Linked DNA regions of Sus scrofa: regions 1 and 3 are each linked to region 2. The links are chromatin contacts, called in public Hi-C and HiChIP or PLAC-seq maps. All regions are on one chromosome and are shown on one strand. Each heading gives the region's core, a stretch centred on a gene start, on an enhancer-like site or on the middle of the called end of the contact. The rest is flanking DNA. Distances are from core to core; before and after follow the strand shown.

Region 1 (3,718 bases), core at 473-2,972, 170 kb after region 2:
AAGTTACTCCCAAGAAATGGTGGAAGTACTAAGAAACAGATCTCAGTAATTTATTCATTGGTAGTCGAGAAGAGAGAATATTTTTCTTAAGATGCATACATTACTACTACTGAGAGATGTCAGCCTTAAGAATTTCTGGATTAATAAAGAATGAAGGCTTTCCTCCAAAATTTAGGAGGGATATTCTTGTGGATCAACATGCTCCTGCTACCAGCAGGATTGGAATGTGATGACAATGAGGAGGAGGAGAAATCTGGCACACACACTGTATATACAATATATCATTCACATGCACACTGCATACATATCCAAGCACAACTGGAAAATTCTCCCAAATTCAGGATGGCACAGTCTGAAAGAACAATGCTACTTAAGGAATACTAGTTCTATAATAATTCTATAACAAAAGGTGATGTGTTTTATTACAGAAAGTAATGAAACTACTATAGTAGAACAAAACACAGAAGAAATAAAAGTTCACAATTTTTCAAATACATGAAGGCCAGAATATATAATCCTCCGTAGTTTATACCGCATTTACTTTTAGGGTTTAATCTAGTTAGGATTTAATACAATCTTATGAGACTTGAAGAACTATTTTGAGGAAGGATGGCTCATAAGACAAATTTGGTTCTGGCAAATATGTTGATGTTAAAACCGGAAACGAATGAGAATTGCGACTTTTAAGAGATATCTAGTAAATCAGATTATCACAACTCTCAGAATTAAATATTTAAAGGGGTTCTGAGACACTCTTTTTAGCGCTGTTGTCCTAGGGACTATTTTCTTAAAAATAAAAAGTGGGTTGGGTTATTATAGAATAAAAATCTGACCCATTTTTGCTATTCCCAAGAAATCTGTAATGGAACCATTTTACCAATAGGGACTGTGAGAGGTCTCATAATTATGGCAATAAATTATATATATTTTATACACAGATAAACTGAGAATAAGGATACAGTCTATATTAATGAGCTCATGACATGCTGGGAAATAGAGAAAAAGAAGAAGAGCAGTAATTGAGGACTTTTTCTCTCCGGTGGATTGTCTCTCTTAAAATGGCAAATTTTGTTCTAAAACGGTCAGAAAAGCGTTTCCCTTATTAATGGAGAAAATTGACTTAAAAGGCCCTTTACTTCTCATAGGTTTCGTAGTCCTGTCCACAATCCCAATAGATGTGCATTTCGCAAAAGCTGTGGACATAGATGTATAAATACAACTCCCTATGCAAATACCAGGGATATAGTGTAAAGGAATGACTACCAACCCAAAGTTGTCAGAACATGAAAAGCGGAGTAGGAGGTGCGCATCAGGAGAAACTGTTCTACAGAAAGAAGCCGAGAAAGCACTAACAAGAATCTTACATTGGGAGAAATAACAGATAAATCCACAAGGTGAAAACCACGTGGCGAAATAGTTTCCCCCCCCCCAGTGTTCCGTCAGAAAAAAATAAACGTCTTTTATAACTTTATGGAGCATGATGGACAGTAAAAAAATATGACCATTTTGCAGAAAGTAGTCTCTCCATTGCAAAGATTCCCAGGAACTAAGAACTTCCAAAGAAAAATGGCATCTTCTTCGTAGTGAATGCAATACATCATGGCTTCCCCGAAGTCAATGAAAACTAGTATCTCTAAAAAGTGTGAAATTTTAAGATTGAATTGCGATTCTACCGCAAGCTTTACACAGTGTGGTCGTGGCTGCTTACAGGAAGCGCCGAAATGGCTCTTCCGAGAGGGGTTCTTGAACTGGACGGTAAGACCTCCCGGGAGTCAGGAGCCGAGTTAGGCTTCGGATTGACCCCCGAGGTGCAGACGGGTGGGGTCGGTGGCCTCCCGGCTCCCAGCTTTCGGGGGCGCGTCCGCACAGGGCACCGCCCACCTTGGGGGCCTCAGGTCCAGGCCCGTCACCCTCCCCGCCCGACCGCCCCCGAGCCGCGGCGGGCGGGCAAAGCCTGGGGCCCGGCTGAGCGCGGAGGAGGGCAGCGAGCCTCCGCGCCCGGGCCTCGGGTGCCCGCCGCACGCCACGAGGGCGCGGGGGAAACCCACTACTTCCCGCCCAGGAACGACGCCCAGCTCCTGGCTCCGGCTGGGGGGTGTTCTCGCGAGAGGAGAGGGGGCGCGGGGAAGCCCGCGGACGTGGGCCTGTGGGGAGGGGGCAGAAGCAGCGGGCCGGCCGGGGACGCGGGGAAACCGCTCCCGCCAGTCGCGGAGCGCCAGCCCCTGACGTCAGGAGTTTTCCTCAAAGTCAACAACAAGCCCCGCGGCGGCGGCGGCGGCCGCAAGAGCCGATCGGCGGCGGCCCCGTGGGGGAGGAGGGGGTGGGGAGGCGGCGGCGGGGCCCCCAGCGGGGCGCGGCCCGAGAGGAGGCCGCAGACCCCCGACCTGCTCCGGGCCGCCGGGGCCCTGAGCCTCCGCCCGCCGCCGCCGCCGCCTCGCCTCGCCGGCGCGACCCGGCCCCCGCCCGAGCGGAGTTTTCTGGTGATGAATTGAATTTGTAGCCGAGATCCGATTCCCACGTAGAGTCTCCGCCCCCTCCCCCCGCCGCCTCCCTCCTCCCGCCGCCGCCGCCGCCGCCGCCTCCCGCTCCAGCTCCGCGGCCCGGCCCGGCCGGCTCCCTCCCTCCCTCCCCTGCAGCCCGCCGCCTGCCCTCCCGCCGGCCGCACCGGGCTCCAGGGGGGCCAGAGGCTCTGCGGGGTGGGGGGAGGACAGGAGGGGAGGAGGAGGGAGGGGGACCCCCGAGTCGCCCCCTCTCCTCCCCCCGCCCCCCGGCTCCATCCTCTGCCGCCGCCCGAGCAGCTGCGGGGCCGCCGCCGCCGCCTTTGCAGGTAACAGCCACCGCCCCCCCACTCTCGCCCCCTCCCAGCCGCGCCCGCACTCCCTCCGGGCCCCCCTCGGGCGGGGGCGGCGGTCGGTGAACGAGGTGGGGGCGTCCAGCCTGTCACTGCGCCGGGGGCGTGGGCGGGGCTGGGTCGCCGGGGGCTGGGGTGCGGATGCGGGTGGGGAGGCCGGGGATGCCCGGCGCGGCCGGACCGCACCCCTCACTTTGCGGGGGTAGCCGGGGAGGGTGTTCCCGGCCTAGCGGTGCGCTCCGGGTCTGGGCCGCCCTGGCCCGGCGCCTCCGGTCTCTGCGCCACTCTCGCTCCCTCCCCTCACCCTCCCCGCCGGCCGGCGGCGTGAGGAGGGGGCCCGCTCGGCCTGGGGTGGCGGCGGGGTTATGTAACGCGGGGAGCGCCGGTGTTAGGGCGCTTGGGTGGGGGAAGGGGCTGTCTGCGCGTGGGTGGGGGAAGGCGAGGATGCGCCGGCTCCCCGGGGGTCTTGTTCTCCCACCCCCACCCCCTCGCCGCCGGCGCACAGGAAGAGACGGCACTGGTGGGGTGGGGGTGTGTGGGAGGTGGGGAACGTGCTTGTCTGTGTTTTTAATAGTAGTGGGGTTTTGATCCGCTCGGGAGTTGTGTGCTAAGAATAGAAATGTGCGGAAGATGCTGGCTTTGGCGGATCCAGTGATGCTGTCGCTGCTGGCGGCGGCGGCGGCGGCTCTGGCTGCAAGTAAACAAACCAGCCTCTTCCTCGTCCACCTCCTCCTCCTGCGCATCGGTCTGCATCAGCCATGATGCTGGGGGGGCCATTCCAAGCCTAAAGTTGAAGCAGAGCTGGTTGATGTGTTCGCCCTGACTCCTAGGTGGGGTCACCCCTTGTTTGGGATTTCCCGGGAATCT
Region 2 (3,419 bases), core at 606-3,105:
ACTGGTTCACCTTATTATCTCATACTTCACTCTTATATAACTAACTTTTCTCCAACTACCTCCTCAGTTCTCACACTGCCAGTTAATGCAAATTTCAACTCTCTGTATCAACAAACTGAAACTGCACTTTCTGAAATCCTGGAAAGTACTTCAGTTCAATGAGACAAATTAATAAACCCATACAACCTGCTACAGCCATTTACAGTGAATGCTGCATCTGCCTATCTGATTTGACTTTCTGCTCAGAAAGAGCAGAACTCTGTCTTCCCCTTGATCTGTGTCCCATAACAATCTTTTTTGTGGGTCACTCTGTAATGTTCATGATCACAAGAAAACCTTTCAGGGAGAAAGGGGGAAGTGGAAGGGAAGCCAGGTCTAGGAAGTTGGGAACTTTTTTTTTTTTTTTTTTTTTTTTAGTTAGACTTTGTGGGTCCTTTTAGAGCGGCTGACGAAATTGTTAAGGTAACCCGGGCCGGCCTGACCGGTGCCCTGCAAGGGGCTGCGACATCTGTGAATGTCAAGCACGTCTCTACAAGACCCTTCTGAGGGTGAGGAGCAGAAAAGGCGCTGGGGCCTGAGGCGCAAAGTGTCACAGTCCTGGGGATGTCCACTCCGCTCCCATTAGAAAACCACGGCCAAGAGTTAAATAAAGAGTAACAAAGACCAAGGTCTCCATCCCGCGCTTCTCGCTTTTCCAAAGTCACAGACCTAACTTTCTCTAACTTCGCGATGAATGACACAATTATGAATGCCTATTTCAGGAGGCACTCTTTGGAAATAAATTCCTTCTCGGCCACACCACCTATTCTGCACAAATGCCCTCGCCTCATTCCAATATATCAGACATTAATCACCCCATTTACCCGGTGGGGCGGGGGGCTAGGCTGGGGCGGGGGGAATGGCGAGTGACAGTTTAACGAGTCCCGAGCACTGCAATGGGCCAGCGACTCCCACTCCACAAATCAACCCCTCTGCGCCTCGCAGCCGCGGGTCCGGAGAGGTTTTGTGAGGTTGGGTTTTGTTTTTCAAGGAGGTGGGGGCGGGGGGGGGTGAAGAGCGGGGAGTGGGGAAGAAATGCAAATCTTTACGTAGTTGGCTGTGCATAAAACACTAGGGGAAAGAGGAAGGTTAAACCACAGGGAAGGAGGCGGAGGGCGTAGAGCCGGTGCAGCAGGAAAACACCTTAAACAACAGACGAGAAAACAGACCCAGGTCACGGCAACAACAAAAGAAAAGTCGTAAGAAGCCGGGGGAGGGAGGCGGCTACCGCTTCCCCGCCGCCCAGGCGCGAGCCCCCGGCAACTGCCCCGGCCCGGGAGGGGCCTCCCCGCGGGCGCTGCCGCAGCTGCACGGGTCCCCGGAGCGGCGGCCGTCCCGCCGCCTTGCAGCTGCACCGCTCCCAAGCCCCCGCCCCGCGCCCCCGCCCCGAGAGGCGCCGCCGCAGCTGCACCGGCCGGAGCGCGCCCCGCGCCGCAGCTGCACCGGCCGCACCCCGCCCGACCCGCAGCTGCGGCGGCCCGGCCTCGCGCCCGGCCCCCGCCGCTGCGGCGCCCCCCCCGCCCCGCCGCCCCCAGCTCCACCCGCACAAACTAACTCCACTCACGGGGCCCGGCCGCCCGGCCGCCCGCCCGCACTGCCCCGCCGGCCGGGGCCGCACAGCCAGCGCCCCGCCCGCCATGGCCGGGGCGCGGAGGGGACGCCGGGTTGGGGCCGGGGGCCGGCGCCGGGACTCACACGGAGCGGCCCTAAGTCACCGCGTCCCCACCGCCGCCGCGTCCTCCGCCTCCCGGCCGCCGCCGCCGCCGCCGCCGGACTTGGTGGGCTTCCTCCTCCGCGGGCCCCCCTCCCTCCCTCCCGGCCCCCCCGCCCCCCACTCCCGGCTCCGTCGCCCGCTCCCCCTGCCCCCTCCCGCCCGCCCACCCCCGCTGGCAGCCGGAGGAGCGCGGCGGAGCGAAGAGGCCCCACTCTCAACGGCTCCCCATGGCAGCAGCCCAGCGGCGGCCGCAGCCTGCCAGACACAGCGAGGGAGCGAGCGAGCTAGGAGCGAGCGCGGAGCCCGGGCTGGGGGGCAGTGGCGGGGGGGGCGGGGGGAGCCGGGGGGAGGGGCGGGGGGACGCACCACGCACGCACGCGGCGGCGCCGGCCAGATGTTCCCCCCGCCTCCCTCCCTCCCGGCGCTGGGCTGCTGCGATTGACCGAAAGCGGCCGGACCGGGTTCCCCGCCCGCCCCCTGCACGCAGTCTCCTCCAATAGGAGGGCGGCTTTTCAGAGGGGCGGAGGCAGTGGCGGGCTTTCGTCGGACTGACAAGAGAGCCCACCCAATGGGAGAGGCCAGCCGGAGCTGCCGCTCCCGCGAGCCAATCGCAAGCAGAAACTCTTGGGCTGGGCGGACCCGGGCGGGCGGGGCTGGTAGCGAGGCGGTGCGGGCGGAGTCGTCGGGCGGGCGCAGCGGCGGTGGCGGCAGCGGCGCCCCTCTGGGGGACTTGGCCGTGAGAAAGTGAAAGGAGCCCGCGGGCGGCGGCGACAGCTGCGTTGGGAGGGGCCTGTTTCCAGGCTGGGAGGCCTCGCGCGCTCTGGGGGTGCGGAGCAAGCTTTTCGGTGTGCTCCTTGACAACCGTAAATACACTTTTAAACGTAGTGGGGCTGGGCTGCTCGAAGTTAAGCAGGTATCCGTGGAGGCAGGGCGCCCGGGACAGACTTGACCTGAGTCCGGCATTAGGTGGCCCCCTCTGCTCCTGCTGTGAGGGCCCAGGCCTTCGTCCCCCGGAGCGCAGAGCTTAGGACTAAGGGACGTCCTCGCGCCCACCCGCGCTGCCCGGTGTGCAGGTGCGCGTCGGGCTCTGCGGACACCACCGGCTCGGACGGGCCGTTTCTGGGCGTCCTTCTCGAGGCATCTTGACACAGGCACGGCGGCGGAGCGCCCGTCGTTCTCGGAGAACCCTCTTGTCACGTGTACTTCCTTGCACTGTTACAAGTAGCCATTCCCAAGTGACCAAATTCTAGAGAACTGCAGTAAAATTGATGCTTGTAGAAGCCATAGCCTGATTCCGTAATTGGTATGTCTCAAGCCACAAAATTAAACTACCAAGGGTAGATGTCAGACTGTTGTATCGCTTCTCCCTCCCTTCAAGTAAACTTTTATTCCATTCCTGTTCTTTGCAGTTAAACTGTGTTGATCAGGGCCACGAAGACATGTAGCAACCTCAACCTCAAGAAACTGGAAATCTTGTTGAGGAGGCAAGAATCACAAGTAAAAAGTTGAATAAGAAGTGAAAAAAATGGTTTGAGAATATAAAATAGAAAACTGCAGAGTGAGGAAGTTAGTGCACTAGTAAATGTCAAGTGAAATGTGTTTATTCTTTGTTAACTGAACTGGGACTGGCAAGCCTGTTGCGACCCAACTTGCCAGAAGACTCTTC
Region 3 (3,685 bases), core at 387-2,886, 240 kb before region 2:
GGGGGTAAGGAGGGGGGCAGATGGCCTGGAAATCTGAGTCATAGCTCCTCACCACTCCCCCGAGGATTTGATGTCCCTTTGGCCAGCAGGCCATTTTCTCTCTGCAAAACTATTGATCCTGCTGCCAAATGTCCCCTAAGCCTGCCTCCCGCATCAGTGGGGCGGGAGTGATAAACTGTAACCAGAGAACACAGAAGCGCTGGCCTGTGGATGGCCTTGGACGTTTTTATCAGTAGACCCGGTGCTGGCTGGGCCGCCGACCAGGCAGGACTGACACTGAGCATGAGGAGGGGACTGCAGCGTTTGGGTTTGCTCACCAAGTCCAGAGCAAGGCACCAGAAATTCTTGGCTTCCTCCAAACAGCTGCACAGAAGCCTCGGCCGCCAAACCCATCTTGAGTTTGATGAGTCATCTGACGTCAGCCCTGAGCCCACAGCGTCTGGCTCCGGGCTCTTTCTGGAAGATGAGGAAGCGCCCGCCCTAAGGGCCTCTGGGCGATTCCAGGTAAGCAGAGTTTAACTTCCACTGGCTCATCTAGGTTCCTGCTTCCTCATTATTATCCTTTCGCTGGTCCTCTGAAGAAAGGCCAAAGAAACTGGTTTCCCTTAAATCTGGAAAGTGAAAGCTAAGGAACCAGACAGCCTTGTGCCTTTAGGAAAGTATAGGATGGGGGATCCTTCTCCCGTCTCATTCTAAGGCTCAGGCTTTATGCTATAGGAGGGTCAGAAAGTGAAACCGGCTTTGAGTCTTGGAAAAAGTTTTACCAGGTTATGAGAGAATCCACTTCTTTAGAGATCTTTAATATATCTTTAAAATTTTAAATATTTATTTGCAATAAATAAATATTACTATTTATGTACATAAATATATCTTAATATATTTAGAGATATTTAACATATTTATATCATGGGGATGTTCCCGGACCAGGGATCGAACCTGCACCACAGCAGTGACCTGAGCCACGGCAGTGACAACACCCGCTCATCCTGATCCTGCTGAGCCATAGGAGAGCTCCACAAGTCACTTCTCACGTGCAGCCTCATTTAAGCTTCACAAAACTCTAAGCATCAAACATTTATTATGCCCTTCATTTTACAGGTGAGGAAACAGGTTCAGAAAATGAAACGATTTGCTCGTGTGCTGCCACGCATGGCTGATTGGCACGGAGATACGGAACTGCATTCTGACTCCAAATCCAATCTCTGTTTTCCACGAACAATCCAGTCTATCTTCTCGGGATGTTTTAAATGAAAGCCTGTCTAAATATTTTGAAGATTCCTTCACACGACCTGGGTTTTATGAGGCCTGAAATGGATTTTATCTAAACTTGCACTTCCCGAAGATGGCCACGAGATGGCAGGGTAACCCCGACGATGGGGGGACTGGCGCCCTTCCCTGCACCAGTAGAGGGCATTAGTTCCCCGTTTGAAAAAAGTGAGAAATGCAAAAAGAAAAACAAAACAATAAAACTTCAGGGGCTACCCTGATGGCATGGGATGATGGGAGGCTTGTTTTTATTTCGTCCTTTTTCTTTTTTAAGTTAGGCAGTGAGAGTTCAAACAAACACGTCTCCGTGTTCACTGCCGTGTTTGCTTTTGGAGGCATGAGGTCAGGGCTTGGGCCAGCCGCCTGGTCTGCATTATTCATCTGTCCAGCTCCAGCCCTGGAACAAATGTGAAGAAATGAAGTAGCCTCAATGGAGGGGAAACAGTGTTGTTATTGTTGCTGGTGACAGTTCTATTTGCCAACAAACAGAATAACATACTTTGGAACCCGGAATGGGCTTGTCAGAGGCAACTTTTGTTCCATGTTTGGGCTGGGACGCTTCCAGATAGAAATCAGCCTGGCATTTGAACTTCAGGAGGCAGGGGCAGAGCTGTGGCACAGCAGCCACTGACCTGAAAGGCCGGGCCATCAGCTGCAGTTTTCATCTGGGTGTTTGACTGCCATCCACGTGTCTCCGCGCTGCCAACTGGGTTCACTGCACTGCGGGGGCCGGGGGCAGCATGCGGTCCAGGACGAGGGACTCTCCACCAAGCAGATAAACAGACTGTTCTGAGCTTTTGGAAGGTGTCCTCACTTTGGGGCTTTGGGAGGGGGAAAGTGGTCCTGATTCTACAGGATTTATTTGCTGTCAAGTCCCAATTATCCTAACGCTGTTGGCAGCATCCTTCAGATCCTTCTGCTACATGGTCTAGTTCCTCCAGGGAGAAAGCCATCCTTGAGGTGTCTGCTGGTGCTAGGATGGGGTAGGCGAACTCGGGCTGATACTGGTCTAGACGGCATAATTCTGAGGGCCAATCTGCATGTCCCTGCTCCTGCCACATAATTCAAGGTCAAGGGCCTGTCCACAGTGGTCCAGGACCCGCCTCTCTCTCCATAGATGCACTGGACTTAGACTAACTGGTTATCTATTTGCAAAGAGGTGAGCGCCAATTGCCGCCAGGGTGAACGTCATTGAGACCGGGTGGAACTGGAACCACCGCGGGCACGTCAACTCAATGCTTTCCCCAAGGCCACGGCGTCACAAGGTCAAGTCTCACTTTATGGGAAGCTTTGATGCTGGAAAGGCATCGTTGAGATGACAAGGTCCCAAACGTCCAGGTCTGTGACGATGAGTGCGCCCCCGCCCTGCTCGTGCCCCCCAGCCCCACCTCGGCACCCCCCCACCCCCGCACCCCGGCAGTAATTCGAAGACAGTTGATGAACAGATGAGCCCCCGTTATTCCCTTACTTTACAGGAGGAGCAGCGATTGCTCTAGTCACGCTCTTAATTGGTGGCCAGCCAGGGACTGGAACACAGCTATGCCACTAACTCTCAGGTTAGCGCTGCTTCCTCTGCTCCATCATTTAGTGTTTTGTTTGTTTTTTTTCATTGGATTGAAGGCTAGTTGATTTACGGTGCTGCATTGATTTCTGCTGTACAGCAAAGTGACCCAGTTGTCCATATCCATCCATCCCTTCTCTCTCAGATTCTTTTCCCACAGAGATCATCACAGAATCCTGGGTAGAGTTCTCTGTGCTAAGCGGCAGGTCCTTGCCTCTTCTCCATCCAGCTTCTCCGCATCTTAAAACCTCCTGAGTTCTTTTATTTATTGATTGATTCTTTTGTCTTTTCTGGGGCTACACCTGTGGCATATGGAGGTTCCCAGGCTAGGGGTCCATTCAGAGCTGTAGCCGCCAGCCTATACCACAGCCACAGCCATGCCGGATCTTTAACCCACTGAGCGAGGCCAGGGATCGAACCTGCAACCTCAAGGTTCCTAGTCGGATTTGCTAACCACTGAGCCATGATGGGAACTCCCCCTTCAGTTCTTTTAAATCCTTATTTTAATCCATGACTTGCTTCAGGGCTACAGGGTAACAAGCCAGATGCAACCGGAAGCCTCCAACCTTCAGATTCACCTGAGACTCAATTCCAATTGCTGAAACCTCAACTGAGTCCACTGCTAAGAAGTTTAATTTCTAGTATTCAGCCTCAGATTTATGAATAACTGTGATGGGAGCATAGAAGGGACTCAGAGCAGAGGCTGACAAATATTTTTTTTTCTGTAAACATTTTAGGCTTTCTGGGCTGTCCTCTCGCTGTCACAATGACTCAGTTTTGCAGGGCTGGCCTGAAAGCAGCCATAGAGAATTCGTAGATGACTGAGCAATGCCATATAATTTTGCTTACGAACGTGGG

The links. A called contact is a pair of places that touch in the nucleus more often than the background predicts. HiChIP or PLAC-seq counts read pairs in DNA pulled down with a chosen protein or histone mark.
Region 1: a contact with region 2 is called in a Hi-C map of epiblast stem cells, with 1.6 times the contacts expected there. The contact joins the promoter of LOC110255592 here to the promoter of ZBTB18 in region 2. A contact is called at or near these places in 3 of 47 Hi-C or Micro-C datasets (embryonic fibroblasts, epiblast stem cells and heart right ventricle).
Region 3: an H3K27ac HiChIP or PLAC-seq map of skeletal muscle shows a contact between it and region 2, with 9 times the contacts expected there. The contact joins the enhancer-like site here to the promoter of ZBTB18 in region 2. A contact is called at or near these places in 1 of 5 promoter capture datasets (liver), 3 of 47 Hi-C or Micro-C datasets (embryonic fibroblasts, fetal skeletal muscle and fibroblasts) and 2 of 2 datasets of contacts at active chromatin or transcription factors (alveolar macrophages and skeletal muscle).

What each region holds. Positions count from the first base shown.
Region 1 is chr10:16,739,744-16,743,461 of Sscrofa11.1, reverse strand. LOC110255592 (basic salivary proline-rich protein 2-like) reads left to right here and starts at 1,722. Exons shown (of 2, transcript XM_021064263.1): 1 at 1,722-2,472; 2 at 2,592-2,917. The coding sequence starts at 1,722. The coding sequence ends at 2,917. It also overlaps a transcript of AKT3 not described here.
Region 2 is chr10:16,911,458-16,914,876 of Sscrofa11.1, reverse strand. It overlaps ZBTB18 (zinc finger and BTB domain-containing protein 18), which reads right to left and starts at 1,855. Exons shown (of 2, transcript XM_021064458.1): 1 at 1,735-1,855.
Region 3 is chr10:17,152,977-17,156,661 of Sscrofa11.1, reverse strand. No RefSeq gene overlaps it. Among named protein-coding and RNA genes, the nearest start is that of C10H1orf100, 44 kb to the left of the region's middle. Within about 2 kb of position 1,636, at least 34 of the 83 cell types and tissues checked have an H3K27ac peak or open chromatin away from gene starts, as enhancers often do. A contact at or near this core is called in alveolar macrophages, liver and skeletal muscle, where this site is marked.